2 separate regions of the Mus musculus genome follow, and region 2 is linked to region 1. Evidence: chromatin contacts called from public Hi-C data. All regions are on one chromosome and are shown on one strand. The core of a region is the stretch at or near the end of the contact, and the rest is flanking DNA. Distances in the headings are between cores, read along the strand shown.

Region 1 (6,987 bases), core at 823-3,322:
TTCTAGGCCTTGGGAAAAAGCCCATACTTCAAAGAAAGATATTGGAGCTCAGCCTCCTCCCAACCATGACAGACCCTGTCCTGTACCAGGAGCTGTCCCTGGGAGCTGGCCTACCGAGGAACATCGCTAGAAGCTTCACCAGAAGTGATGGGTTTGCTGCTTGTGTTCTGGGGTTGAGGGCAAGAAGATTAGGAATTACCATTGGGGCAGGAATTAGACCAGAGCTGGACGGCTAGGGAAGGGGGCCTGCAGCAGAGCATAGGAGGGAGGGGAGAGAAGGGCCATATAATTCTGTAACCCCTGCCTACAGCAGAGGGACAGGATGTACCACAGTCCATGGGGGTGGGGTGGGGAGAGGAGCAGCACTGGGTCAGGAAGGCTTGACACTTTAAGCACAGGTCTTCCAGGCCCAACCCTCTCTCACTTTCTGCCTCTGACAGGCTCCCTAAACCCGTCCCACTGCCCTGTTGGCTGCATGGCTTGCTATTTTTCAACTCTGTCTGAACCCAGGACATGGGACAAAAGCCTAGTTTATTTGCTTGCATCCACCAGCCTTCCTGATGCTCAAGCAAGAGTTTCCACCAGGCCCCCGCCCAAGTGCATCAACCCACCTCTGTCCTGAAACCTGGAACTCCACAGCTAGCTTGGAGGTTACCTGGTTACTTTCTTCCTTAGCTGGGTTTCCACTCTGCCCCAGGGGTCAGATCTTTCAAGCCACAGACAGACAAACAGACAGACAGACATGGACAGACACAGACAGACAGACAGACAGACACACATGCAAATGCACTGCTTTAACCAGGACAGAGGGCTAACATTTCTAGGCATGCATGTGGCTCCAGCTCAGAGGGACAGGCTCTGACAGCCCTCTCCCTGCAGGTGTCTGTCCGTCTGCAGCTGTTTCTGAGTGTACTTGGCATGAGTCGTGCTCGGTTCCTCTGCAGGCTTTGCCTGATTCCTGCTCTCTCTCTCTCTCTCTCTCTCTCTCTCTCTCTCTCTCTCTCTCTCTCAATCTCTCTCTCTTTCGATGATGTCTGGACTCCTTTCCCTGGAACCCAACGCTTCTGTCCTTTGTGCTCTCTGTGGGGAAGGTGGGGAGCAAGGCACTGCCCTCCTCCTGGGAGCTGTCTGCTGGTCTCGGTCTCAATTCTTGCTCAGGCCAGCCTTAGAAGCAGGGCAGGGCTGAGTGAGAGACAGAGGACTACCAACATGGGCATGGCTAACACCGGCTTACATACTGCTTTATCATGGCATTCTCAGCAACCCGAGTGGGCACACAGAGTCCTCCTGATCTTGGTTAGATCTGCCTGAGGCCAGGATAGGGTCCCTGCAACCATGCCTCCCTCCCCTCCTCCACGGCACTCCATCGCTGCCCCCCCCCCTGTCTCCACCCCACCCGTCCAGGAACCAAGCTCCTGAAGACCCCAGAATAGTCACCCAGACCTCAGCACCGTCCTAGCCAGGCCTGGCATGTGCTAACACGCAACAGCATGGTCTAGCGGCAAAGTTCTGCATTCAAGGATTGCCTTTGTAGGAGACTGAGGTCTCTTTCTCCAGCTTCCAAGCCTAACCCAGACCGGTCTGAAGCCTCACCAGGACCCGCTCTCCTCCCTCCCCATCAGTTTCTCCCCTTCCCCCACTCTATCAAAACACAATATAGAAGGAAGGATGGAATAGAGAAGGCATCCACAGGAGTCTATAGGATGGAGGAAGTCCGCAAGTGAGGCAGGAAAAGAGGCAAAGTTCCCCTGTTCCCCCAGGTGCGCACATCCCTGCGCCCATCTCCCGCGGACACCCAGCGTCGCCAAGACGCAGCAGCAGCGACAGCCACTCACCTGGGCAAGGCGGCATCTACCCGTGGCGGGGAGGCTCCAAGGCCGGCTCCGCAGGGCGCCCGGGCTCCTTGGCTCGGCCACGCATCCTTCCTGGCCGGAGACAGGCTCACGCTAAGCGCTCCAGCTGCAGCGATCCAGCGAAGGCAGGCAGATGGTGGCCTCGGACCATCCACGCGGGGAGAGCCCTGAGCAGCTTATTCAGTTATATCCATGGCATTTAGCAAGAAGAAGGGGCGGGAGGGGGAGTACAACTTGTGCTCTTCTCTTCCAGATTTTAAAAAAATAAGGGGGAAAAAGGATAAAAAAAGATAATCCCTTCTAGGAAGATGAGGGTAGGATTTTCCTTGTTGAAGAACCCCCCTGGCATCCCCAGGAACCTGCAGCCTCTTGGAATGTGGGATGTCTTCAAGTTCAGACCAGTCTGTCGTGTGTGTGTGTGTGTGTGTGTGTGTGTGTGAGCAAGGCACTCACACCCACAGGCACACACACACATACACTCCCCCGCACTCCCCGCATGCACACCACTGGCCCCCCCCACGCGTGCGCGCAAAGCGCTCTCTCTCTCTCTCTCTCTCTCTCTCTCACACACACACACACACACACACACACACACACACACACGCAGCGGTCGCACGCACGGATCTGTGAGGATGCTGTGCGGGTTATGCAGGCAGCTGCGGCCAGCGGTGCAGACAGCCTTAGAAACCCAAGGCGCCCCAGGACTCCGAGGCAGAGCGAAGCGCTCTGTCCCCGCCGGGCTCTCCAGCACTGCAGCCCCCAGTGGCCGCTGGCGGAGCTGCAGTAGCTCCGGACCCCAGATCCTGCTTCAGCCGGGATCCACAGCCCCGGAGGATCCTCGGTTCTAGCAGCGTTGGTTCGGAGTAAATGGGTTGGAACTGCAGCCCAGCGGGGCCGCGAGCCCTGAGAACCCCGAGGACCCGCTTGATCCGCCGCGCAGTGACACGACAGCTCCTGCGCACGGTTATCCCCGCGGCCAGGTCGAGTCCGTACTGCCGCCTCTCGTGCAGAGTACGCCTTGCACACAGCTACCAGCCCGCCGCCTGCTGGAGGAAAATTGGACCGCGTTGGCTCGGGGCTGCGGGTGGGGTTGGTGATGGGAGGATCGTGCCCACCCAGCCCTGAACCCAGCTAGGAGCCATCACTTTGGCTCCTATAGCAACCCGTGCTAGTTGCACACGACACACACGACAGACTTTTCCTGAACATTTCAAGACTGTCTAGGCGAATGGAAGCTCTTGTTTGACAGCCCAGCAGACCATCCTCCTCCACCCACCCTCACGTGACATAGTACGATTCCGAGGTTCTAGATTAAAGCGAAATGTCTAAGGCACGTGGTAGGTAGCAGAGTAATCACTCTGGGCTGGTCGTAGGCTTAGAATCACCAAACTAGTTCAGCAGAGTCTTAGTGGCCTCTGGGCTCTCAGTGGCCAGTTTCTGGGGAAGGTAAGCCTAGGGTTTGAAGTGCCGCCGTATATTTCCCTGTAGAGGACATGAACTGGGGAATGCCGATGTTGCTCCAGCTCTTAAAACCAAGGGCAAAGAGCATGCCTCGATTCATGTCTGCTTTCGCTTGTTCCGTGCACCTGTCCCAGATACCCACAGGGAGGCACATGTGTCATGTGGATTATGTCTCTGTGGTCCAACAGTGGCTCGGCTAGACAGGGCTGTACAGAAGAACCTGTCTCTTGCCTATCTGGGCACCCCAGCTGGGTGCATACCTACTGAGGCGCAAACAGCGAGGGAGGTCTCCTGCAGGGCAGGAAGGAAACTGTCAGATTGGTACGCCACAAAGACCCTTGGTGACAAGCTCTTCCCTGCAAAGATTCTGGGTAGCCTGACAGAAAGGAGGTATGGTTAGGATGCAGCTCAGGGTGTAAGGGGTGGGCTGGCCCTGGAAAGAGGGAAGGTGACTCCAGGAAAGAGGCAAGCAGGAGCAGTGGTAGAGGTGGGAAAGAGAGGAAGACATGAATTGCTGAACCTGAGAGAACATGAAGAAAAGAAGGGGACACAGGGGCAGGAAAGAGGCACCTGCTCAGAGCATTCCTCTTTGGTTACCTGGGTTTTGCATAGTGTCATAATTAAGAACTATATTACTATAATGAACATAATAATTTAAAAATGAAACTAAATAGAATAATTTTTAAGGTGGATAGAGTGGAGAGGGCATGCAGTCTGAGGTAATGTCTGAATTCTCCCGATGGGGCGGGGCTGAAGGCTAGACTACTCTAAGTAGACTCATCTATGAAAAGATGGCACTGGAAGAGCAAGGTTAGGCACAGGACCGGACAGAGCTGCATTGAGAAAAGGAAAGATGTTAGAAAGACAAAGACAGAATGGAAGGAAACAATAAAGAAACACTGGGTGTGGGACAGGGCACAGCTAAGACCTCGTTCCTGGAAGAAAGCCAACACAGCTACTCTAAAAGAGACAGAACCCAGGTCCTGAGTAATTTAAAGGATAATTCTATAGGGATTGCCTCAGCATGAACTGAGTTTGGGGACTGGACTTAGATGTCCTAGGAGTTTACTGTGGTTTTGAGATGTGTGATAGACACAGTGAGTCTCTCCCCTTACAGGGGTTGAATGTGTCTAAGACATTTCCAGCTGGAGGGACCTCTGAGCATCCTTGGAAGATGGGTGAGGTCCTGTATGTATGTAGGGAGATCAAGAGATAACCACTCTGCTGCCTATCTCTCTGCCCATGGGCCAAATGAAGACTTCTTGGGTCCTTGGGCGAACCCAAAAGGTTATATAAGAGTAGCTGCCTGGCTACCAACCACAGAGGTCAGCCAAGGGTAACTGAGGGTCATTCATTCTATGTATGTGGGAGGCGGAGGGGGCTGCACATAAGCCGTGTGTCAATAGATTCTTCTCTATGCCCACTCTTCTGAATAGCATGTGACAAACAGCTTCAAACCTCTGTCTTCTGTTTTCCTGGTCCTTTGCTGTGGCTAGACACCCCCCCCCCGCCCTGGAATCACCATGCTAAGTATATTAATATATTTTTAGCCTCTTTGTACTTTGTTTTCAAAGCTAAGATACTGAGATGCATATCCAGAAACGACTGCCCAGAGAATGCCCACTGGACAGACACTTTTAGATACATACAAGCATTCTTCTCCATTTCTGGGTGGTGGAGGATGGCTTGTGCTACATGCTGAACTTTAAGACTGTCCTCCACTCTTTAGTAAGACTCCAAACCCACTGTGGAGAAGGGTCAGGCTCGTTCCCACCCAGCAGCCACTGCTCTCCTGGGATGCCTCACTCACTTGTCCGCATGTCTGCATCTCTTGGCTTTCTGGCTGGGATGGAAGCACACTTCTCTCATGTTGTGCTAACCTCTCCTAGGATGACACAAACATCTGCTCATTCCAGATGAGCAACGATGACAGAAAGAAGCACAGTTTCACCAAAGGCCAATGCCTTGAGACCAGTGACTTCATGAGTTTTTTCAGCATGAACCACATCACTGAAAAGTCTCGCCCGTCATGGATGATGAACTCATGACAGCTGTGCCATAGAGCAGCCTCTTCAATTAATCATCTACTTCCTGTATACTCGGGCATCTCCGGCAAACCACTTGCAGTTGACTGGAGATCAAGGAGATACCTTGGTCTAGTGACCTTCCCCTCTTTCTAGTAGGGGAAGCCAGTGGTTCTTTTATTAGAGTATAAACTTGGCTATCTCTGCACTAATCTGTTTGCGCTACTGGGCAAAGTTAGTATCATGCCATACCTGGGATAGTGTCATACAGCAGCTAGAATACTGTGGGCCTTGTGGCTGGCTCTCCTCACACTTACTAAGAATCTTATGGGGTCCCCCAGTAGGAGCAGGAGGGCTTAGGTAGTTAGACACTAACAGGCTTGGAAGACACTGTGGTGAGTCTTCCTACCCCAGTAGTTACGAGGCCATGAAACCTAGGAAGAGCTGACACTGCAGAGCTTTAATTGCTGATTCAAAGAAAGGGACCCTAGTCCTTTGTCTGAACCAGGAAGAAGTAATGATATCCTGAACCGACCAGGAGACCCCTAATATCTAAATGTGACTCCAGAAGCACAAAATTTTATGATTTTACTGCACACCATGTTATCTCCTGATCAAGAACAAGGATCTAGCATTGTCCCCCTCCTGCAAGAGTGAATCCAAACCGACCTGTCAATGACAGGAAAGTGAAACACCCCTCAGGAGAAGCTGCTTTATCACAGAGATGTGAGAAATGTTATAAAGCCCACCTAAAGAATAGGCCAACACAGTAGCCCAGCATCTATGCTCACCCTGAGAGCATACTTGGCTCTACTCTGAATAATCTTCTATGCGGCACACCATGACTTGTCTGAATTCTTTCAAAGGAGATCATAAGGACCAGGAAGCCAAGGGAGGGGCATAGCAAAATCACAGTGGCAAATGTTGAAAAGGCCTTTCAGTGACCAAGAAAGTGGGCTTGGGTCCTGACAGGACATATGATAGAGGAGTGCCCCTATTTGTTATGTTCCCTTAGTATGAAAAAGAGAGGTGGCTGACTCAAAATGCAGGAAGGGGTTCAGGTTAGCTAGGAGGACAGATGCTCAGGGCTATGGAATCACAGGGAAGAGGACTGTCAAGCCCTGAGGATGCTCTGTAAAGGGACAATGAAGCCTAGAATCCCAGAAGCTGCGGATGCTCCCCTGAGCCTCAGTTCACAGGCCTGGAAAATGACTGTGGGCCAGGGGAGCAAGAGGGCTGCTGGTACCCAGGCGTTGGTGAGATGGCTCAGTCAATAAAGTGCTTATGAGATCCAAGTTCAAGCCACAGTATCCACATTTGAAAATCTAGGCATGATGGCCCACACTTGTAGTCCCAGCATTGGGGAGGTGGCGATGGGTGGATCCCTGGGATTCCCTGGCCACCTAAACCAGGCTACTTGGAGAGTTCCAGACCAGTGACAGACTCTGTCTGGAGGAGGAAGGAAGGAAGGAAGGAAGGAAGGAAGGAAGGAAGGAAGGAAGGAAGGAAGGAAGGAAGTGGGCAGCTCCTGAAGAATAATGCCAAGGTAGTCTTCTGGTCTCTGCATACATAGGCACACACATCATGTACAATCACATATACATGCACACCATACAGAGAGATCTTGGATCACAGTTATGAACGCCTCT
Region 2 (7,262 bases), core at 1,588-4,087, 44 kb before region 1:
CTAAGGTGCCCAGACACCCACTTTAGCAACACAGCGCCCAAGCCTGCATAGCCCTTTGGCTCAGATCACTGGAGAAAGCTTTGTGTTTTGAGCAGAGAACCAATGGATAGCTGAACTTTATATTGGATAAGGAGACCTGGGGCACATAGGTTAAGAACACAGGCTTCTTGTTTAAAGGACTGGGCTTTGATTTAATTCCCAGCACCCACATGGTGGCTCACAACCATCTGTAACTCCAGGTCTGAAGCACCCCAAGTAGGCACTAGACAGTTACGGGGTGCACATCTACACATTCAGGCAAAATAGGTATACATATAAGATAAAATAATCATTTGAAAATATTTTAAGGAGACCTTAGGTGGAGGAAAGCTGAGGTCTTAGTTTGGTCTTACTTCTTTGTCTATTTGTTATGGAACAATGAAGTCCACTAACATACAGAGTCCCCCTGGGACCAAGACAGTGTAAGCCTCTGCCCTTTTCTGCCCCCTTTGGTCACCTCTTTCAATTCCCGATGGGGTCAGATGGTCCAGTGTATAATAAGCTCCAGTCAGGGTCCTGGTCGCCTGTAGCTGTGGCTATGGACTGTGTTTGACTTGGGCATCACTTCAGCTCGGCAGCCAACCACCTGTGTGAACTTAGGACTGCCCCTTTAATACTCCTTGGTTTGGTTTCCTTGTTAGAGTTGTGGGAAAATACTATACTTGACAGTGTCGCTACTAATGTACCATCCCATGGCTGGAGATGTAGTTCAGGTCAGAGAGGACGTTTAGTGTGTACAAGACCCTGGTCTCAATCTCAAGCATCACATACATTAGGCATAGTGGTGCATGCCTGTAACCTTAGCACTTGGGTAATAGAAGCCAGGCGGATCGGGAGTTCAAGGCCATCCTTGGCTACATAGTAAGTCAGAGGCTAGCCTGAGCAATGTAAGTACTTGGCATTTAATAAACGTGTTGGAAGAATCATCACTTGGGTACAGGATTCTAAGTCCTCTCATCCTTCCCTCTAGGTTTCAGGGATGCTGACTTAGAAAACAACAGGTTGAATCTACGCCCCTTCACAGGGGGTGGTATCTTCTAAAACTCATGTTTCATCCCTTTGCGTACGCCTCAGACCCTTGGAGTCGTCTCCTTCTCCATCAGCACTGGGGGGATTGAGCATCACCCCACTCCAGAGTGCTGAGCCAGGGAGAAGGAAGCAGAGGGGGAGCTCTTAGGGCCCATGGATTTTCTTCTGTGTGGATCTGCTGTGACTGGAAGTGAGGGAAAAGAAGACGTGATGTCGCCCTAAGGGGCTGCCAGCTGCCACTGCCACACAGTAGTCTTGGAGGCAGAGAACATAATGAACATAACAGCATTTTCATTCTGAGAGCAAACAGTGCACAAGGCTGTGCCTTCTGTGAGCCCCTTACGATGGGTCTCCACTGCTCTCTCTCCATCTCCTTTCCTTGCTACTGGAGTCCCCACCGCCCTCAGAGGCCAGAGGGGCACAGTGGAGACCACTGATGCCAGGGAGGAGAGCTTCTATGATAGAACAGGATATCTGGTCAGTTAATAATCTTCCCTAGCTTCCTTGGGGGCCAAGAGAAGTCTGTGGCTGCAGGAAGCCACTGGGGACAGGAAGGGATGCAGTGTCTCTCCAGGAAAAGACCCGAGCCCTGAGGTTCTGAGTCCTGGCCTAGGCAGGGCTCTAGGTGCTGGCTCCTCCCTACATGCTGAGGCAGAAGGATGGCTGTGTTCCCAGAGTGGAGCTCAGAGACTGGGGACACCTTCTCTCTCCCATGGAGTCAACCATCTGACTCCAGCCTTCCCCCTAAGGAATCTGTAACGAGCGAAGCACACTCCTGTGGCACAGACTATGCCTCCAACGCTCTCTATCAGAGCTTAGGCCGAGTGCTACACCCTGAAGCACTTGTGTGAAGACGTCTGGAAGCCTTGTCCCTGCCCTCACCTCTGAGTCAGAGGCAGGGAAAGAAAACAGCCTGACTAACCCATTCCGGGTAAGCCAGGTTGACTATGGCCCATGGATATACCTGTGACACCCTGGGTGTTCGGAAGCTTTCCCAGAGAGGAATCCCCGTGGTGGGGGTTTATGATGGAGCATGGTGGACACTGAGGGGGGTGGGGGTGGGGTAGAAGTAGATATCAGAGTGTTGAAGAGAAAACCCCATAGCCTCTCTCTACAGCATAAGAGTGAAGGAGCTGGTGAGTAAGGAGTAGCTGAGTCGGGGAAACTGTGGGTCTTGTAAACATGAGGTCCTGCATTCAACCCCACAATCCACTGAAAAACAGAAAAATCAGGTGCAGTGGCCAAGGTTCGCGATACCAGCACTGGGGAGGTAGACCTGGGGGAATCCCCGGAGCTCACTGGCCAACCATCAGCAAGCTCAGGTCCCAGTTAGAAATCTTTTCTCCGAAAATAAGAACTGTGCCCGGAGAACCATCCTGAATGTTGTCCCCTGGCCCCTACACATGTGCAAGACCTCAGACACACTGACCACAGGTACAAGTGACAGGTCTCAGCCGCCCTAAGTGGGATGTTCTTTCTCACTTGCAGAAGATGCTAAGAAACATGGCAGCATCAGCATCTTCTGCCAGAGCAGAGGTGTCTAAATCCAGCACTTCCCCACCCCCCCCCCCCAGAGACCGGTGCCAAACAGTGGGCCTGCCAGCCACAGAGTCTCTCTCTCTCTCTCTCTCTCTCTCTCTCTCTCTCTCTGTGTGTGTGTGTGTGTGTGTGTGTGTGTGTTCTTCAAACATATGCATCATCAGACACCATGACAGACAGCTTCACTGGCAGACACCCAGAGGCACACCCAGCCTGTGCACAGAGCCCACACATCTATACACTCATACGGGCATGCACTCATGATCAATTTCTGGGGGCCGGGGGTGCTGTGTGGTACATGCCTGTCAATTCTAATGTGAAAATCAGGACAGTGCCAGGAGGAGGCTCCTCGGCCTCTGCAAGGAGCTTTGTAGGCTCCTGGTGATTGCCTTTCCAAGGCAGGCTCGCAGCACTCGCAGCCTGTGAGTTTTTCCAATTAGAAACCCTGGGCCTTGAGAGTTGACAGAGGCAGCAGGGGATCATTAGGAATGCAGCCCTGGCACTGTTGTGTTGGGGGCCAGGGGAAGGGAGGAGGGAGGAGGGAGGAGGGAGGAGGGAGGAGGGAGGAGGGAGGAGGGAGGAGGACATGGGAAAAGGGAGGGAGGAAGGAACAGGAACAAAAGGGGGAACTGGATTAGGAGGAGGGAGGGGCGGAATGATGAAGAAGAGAGGAAGGGGTGGAGGGAAAGATGGAGAAGGGGAAGAGGAAGAGAATAAGAAAGGTAAAGGGGGAGGAAGGAGAACAGGCTGGAGAAGAGAAAGATGGGAATGCAGAAGGCCTCCATGATGGGCAGATGGGTGGATGGGAAATATCACAATGAAACAGCCACATTATAGACTCAGAGAGCTCTGAAAAGATCTGCTGAGTGCAGAGCCTTCCTGCACTGGTAGCAGGGTCAGCAGCCCTCACCAGCAATGGCTTTCTCTCTTCCCTCTCAGAGAAGTAGCCCTCACTCAGGCTACCAGTGGGGCACCAATCCCCTGGGCCTCTGAGCTAGGCTGCATGCAAAGAAGTAAGATAGCAGAGGACCTTGTGGGGGTCCCCTCCTCTGAGCTTAGCTCTGCTCAGGCCTCCCTCTCCAAGCAGGGGGAGCTGGGCCTGGCATCTTTGTTTTCCAACTCCCATTTGGGCTGCAGGCCCCTCAGGCTGCCCCCCCCCCGCCCCCACAGGGTTTCTCTGTATAGCCCTGGCTGTCCTGGAACTCACTCTGTAGACCAGGCTGGCCTCGAACTCAGAAATGCACCTACCTCTGCCTCCCAAGTGCTGGGATTAAAGGCGTGTGCCACCACTGCCCGGCTAAGGCTGCCTTCTTGAAGCTAGCCCCCCCCCCCCAAGTTGTTCTCTGCTGGCAAGAAGACCCCAGGCCTCTGAAGAGCCAAGAGGGGCTGTGACTTCCTAGAGTCACATGGCCCCCTTTTTTTCCAAGGGCATCTAACGCAAGACATCCCATAAGCACAGGAGAGGATGCAGGCAAAGGGTGTGGCTATAAAGGACCAGGTTTGGCGTTTATATGCCATTGCTGCAAAAGGGACAGTCCACAATGACTGACCAAGTCTGAGGGCTGTCTGAGGCCCCACCAGCTCTGTAGACGCGACAATCTGATTAATGGCGGGTGCATGCTGGATCTTCCAACGTGACCATTCTTTAGCGTGCGTTCTCTCTCTGACGCAGGAACATCACCTCAGCTTGATGGGCTCTTACTTCATCAGCACAGATGCCAGAGGGACAACCAGAGCTTTCAGCCTGGCTTCAATCCTTACATGAGCCCTGTAAATCCTTTCTGGATAAAGCCCAGAGCTCATGTTAACGATACATACACAGCTATGTGTAGGTACGGGCCTTGTTGCCAAGAGAGGCGGCTTTACTCGTTAGTGCTTTTTGGCAGCTAGACATATCCTTGGCTTGTACCCCTGGCCCATGGACACCTGGGGTGTCCACCCCACTCTGACTTGATCCCCACCACCAAACTGCCTCTGCTGCACTCTCTCCCTTCCTCCACTCAGGGAAGGAAATGAGCTGAGAGGAGACAGGCCTGTGTTGTTATTTTTACTGTTTATAAATCTCTTAAGCTTGACACAGGCTGTTTTTTTCAACTCCAAGTCTAGCTGGAATGTTGCTGTTTTCGTGAAGAAAAATCAAAAGAAAAGGATTATAATTATGGGTCAGGTCCCAGGTGGGAAACAGCTGCCGGCGATGGGGGCTTCCCTGGCTTGGACATCTTTTGTGTCAGCCAAGAGTCAGGCATCCTCACAGCATGCTGAAAGGAAAAGCAACCTGGGTGTTTGCCTCCGTTTGCTCTCTTTACCCTCTGTCCTCAGGGGATGCAGGGCTCTGTTCTTGTCCTCAGTGTGGCAAATGCCTGCAGTCAATTCTAAATGGTCAGCTCATGTGACACGGGGGATCTGGTCCTTGCTATTTTATTTTATTTTATTTTATTTTATTTTATTTATTTTTTGAGAAAGGATTCATGGGAGCTGGCATAAGCAAAGAAGTCAGAGCAGGAGGGTTGTTAGACCCCTCCCCCACATGCAAGGCTGAGGAGACATTGGAGACCTGTGAGACTGTCTGATCACTTCGGAAGGTTTATCAGGTCTGAACACATCTCCGTTTTCATAGTAGAGTAGTGCTAAACAATGAGAGAAAGTCTCACTTCAATGGCTGACTTCATGAGTGACCACATAAAAGTTGTCTTCCATCTTTGGATGCCCCAAATCTGTATCTTTAAAAGATGTGGCTTTTATCTTTAAGTGTGTGTATGCTTGTGTGTGTATGTGTGTGTATGTGTGTGTGTGTGTTTGTGTATGTGCATATGTGTGTTTGTGTGTGTATGTGTGTTTGTGTGTGTATATGTGTGTGTTTGTGTGTATATGTGTGTGTATGTTTGTGTGTGTATGTGTGTGTGTTTGTGTATGTGCATATGTGTGTTTGTGTGTATGAGTGTGTGTTTGTGTGTGTATGTGTGTGTGTTTGTGTGTGCATATGTGTGTGTATATATGTGTGTGTTTGTGTGTATATGTGTGTGTGTTTGTGTGTGTATGTGTGTGTGTTTGTGTGTGTGTATATGTGTGTGTTTGTGTGTATGTACATGAGGTCCTCTGCAAAAACAGTATGTGCTCTTGAAACTCAGAGTCAGCTCTCCAGCCTCCCTGAACCTGCAGGTCAATCACAAAAGGCTGAGTAATGAGTAGAATGGTTCAGATAAGGCCCACTGGAAACTGCAACCTTCCACAGTATCAGCACCCCAACTTTCCAGCCATGGAGTACCCCCTTTCACACCAGGATACAATAGCCAGTTTGCTCCCCCCACCAGCCCCGCAAGCCCAGCTGAAGGCTGGAACACAGTAACCCCAGGTCTGGATCCAAGTTCTCCATCCCTGCAAAGCAAGTGAGAGCTTCTTCCTAACCCACGCACAAATGGCTACCGTGTCTCCACCCCCTCAGCCTACCACCATAGCAGGCATGAATGTCTCACCTGGGGTTGAGTTGTTTAGGCCTGTTCTTTTTTTTTTATTTTATTCATCTCAAACTTTCAGTGTCAACAGGGAAGCTGTGATGAAAGCCAGCCTTTGTCCCTCTGAGCCCCAGGCCTGGGATCCCTGTGGCTAAGCCTTTCTGACAGGACTGGAGTCAACAGCTCTGGGTTCCTTCCTTCCCTTGGGCCCCGGCAGGAGGTCTAAGTGGCCCATATACCCCTGTCCCTCAAAGACCTGTGAGCCCAGCCTCTCCCTCCTAAGCTGCAGAGGCAGGCCTAGAAAATTATTTGCTTCAGTGGTCTCTCGTGCCCGAGGAGTGAGAAAACACTTAATGTTCAGGGGAAGCAGATACCTGCTCGCTTCCCATCTCATCTCAGTGCTTAGTTCCAGAGGACAGGTGAAGCCCACTTTCAATCCCAGCACTGGGGAGGCAGAGACAGGCAGGTCCAGCCAACCTAGCCCACTTGGTAAGTTCCAGGCTAGTTCTCTGCCTCAGGAAACAAGGTGGGCAGCCCGAGGAATAATGATACTGGAAAAGATCAGTTTAGGAACTTTGGGAAGGTCATGAAACACTTGCCCCTCTGGAACGGGAGGCTCATTAACATTTCTCAGACAACAGGGCAGAAAAGACCTGCGGGTGGGGACACATTCCTTCAGACAAGGGAAGTCCTTGTCACCTCATTCCCTAAAGACGATTCAGTTTAAAGGGTGCACTGTTCTGCCAATCATATTATGCCTAGTTGCTGATGCTCCCTGGAAACCATATAAAAACTCCCGAAGGGATGCTGGGGATCATCGCCTTTTTTGGGGGGTCTGGGATGACCCCAGTGCACTGGAACAATAAATTCCTCTTGCTTTTTGCATTGATCCTGGCTCCACGTGGTTCACTCAGGGGGTCCCCGGTAAGCTAGGGATCCCCAAAGTCTTACAATACCTGAGGTTATCTTCTGGCCACATGTAAGTATACCTGCACGCGCGTGCACACACACACACACACACACACACACACACACACACACACATTATAAGCACAGACATGTATAGTAATAATATTAATAGCCAGGGAAAGCTGAGAGGTGGTGGGGCTTCTTGTGGTTAGGATGGTCAAGATGATGCCCACTGGGCAAAGGCTGGCAGTGGACCCAGGATGGGGTAGTAGTTAGAAGCACAATGTCCTGAAT

The links. A called contact is a pair of places that touch in the nucleus more often than the background predicts.
Region 2: a contact with region 1 is called in a Hi-C map of cortical neurons, with 3 times the contacts expected there. The contact joins the enhancer-like site here to the promoter of Lrfn2 in region 1. A contact is called at or near these places in 1 of 39 promoter capture datasets (hippocampal neurons), 6 of 484 Hi-C or Micro-C datasets (cerebral cortex, cortical neurons, embryonic stem cells and 1 more), 4 of 115 datasets of contacts at active chromatin or transcription factors (double positive thymocytes, embryonic stem cells, forebrain and 1 more) and 1 of 9 other capture datasets (adipose tissue).

What each region holds. Positions count from the first base shown.
Region 1 is chr17:48,927,667-48,934,653 of GRCm38.p6, reverse strand. It overlaps Lrfn2 (leucine rich repeat and fibronectin type III domain containing 2), which reads right to left and starts at 2,072. Exons shown (of 3, transcript NM_027452.3): 1 at 1,836-2,072.
Region 2 is chr17:48,972,501-48,979,762 of GRCm38.p6, reverse strand. All of the region lies in intron 1 of Lrfn2 (leucine rich repeat and fibronectin type III domain containing 2), which reads right to left. Among named protein-coding and RNA genes, the nearest start is that of Lrfn2, 44 kb to the right of the region's middle. Within about 2 kb of position 2,837, at least 53 of the 459 cell types and tissues checked have an H3K27ac peak or open chromatin away from gene starts, as enhancers often do. A contact at or near this core is called in cerebral cortex, cortical neurons and hippocampal neurons, where this site is marked.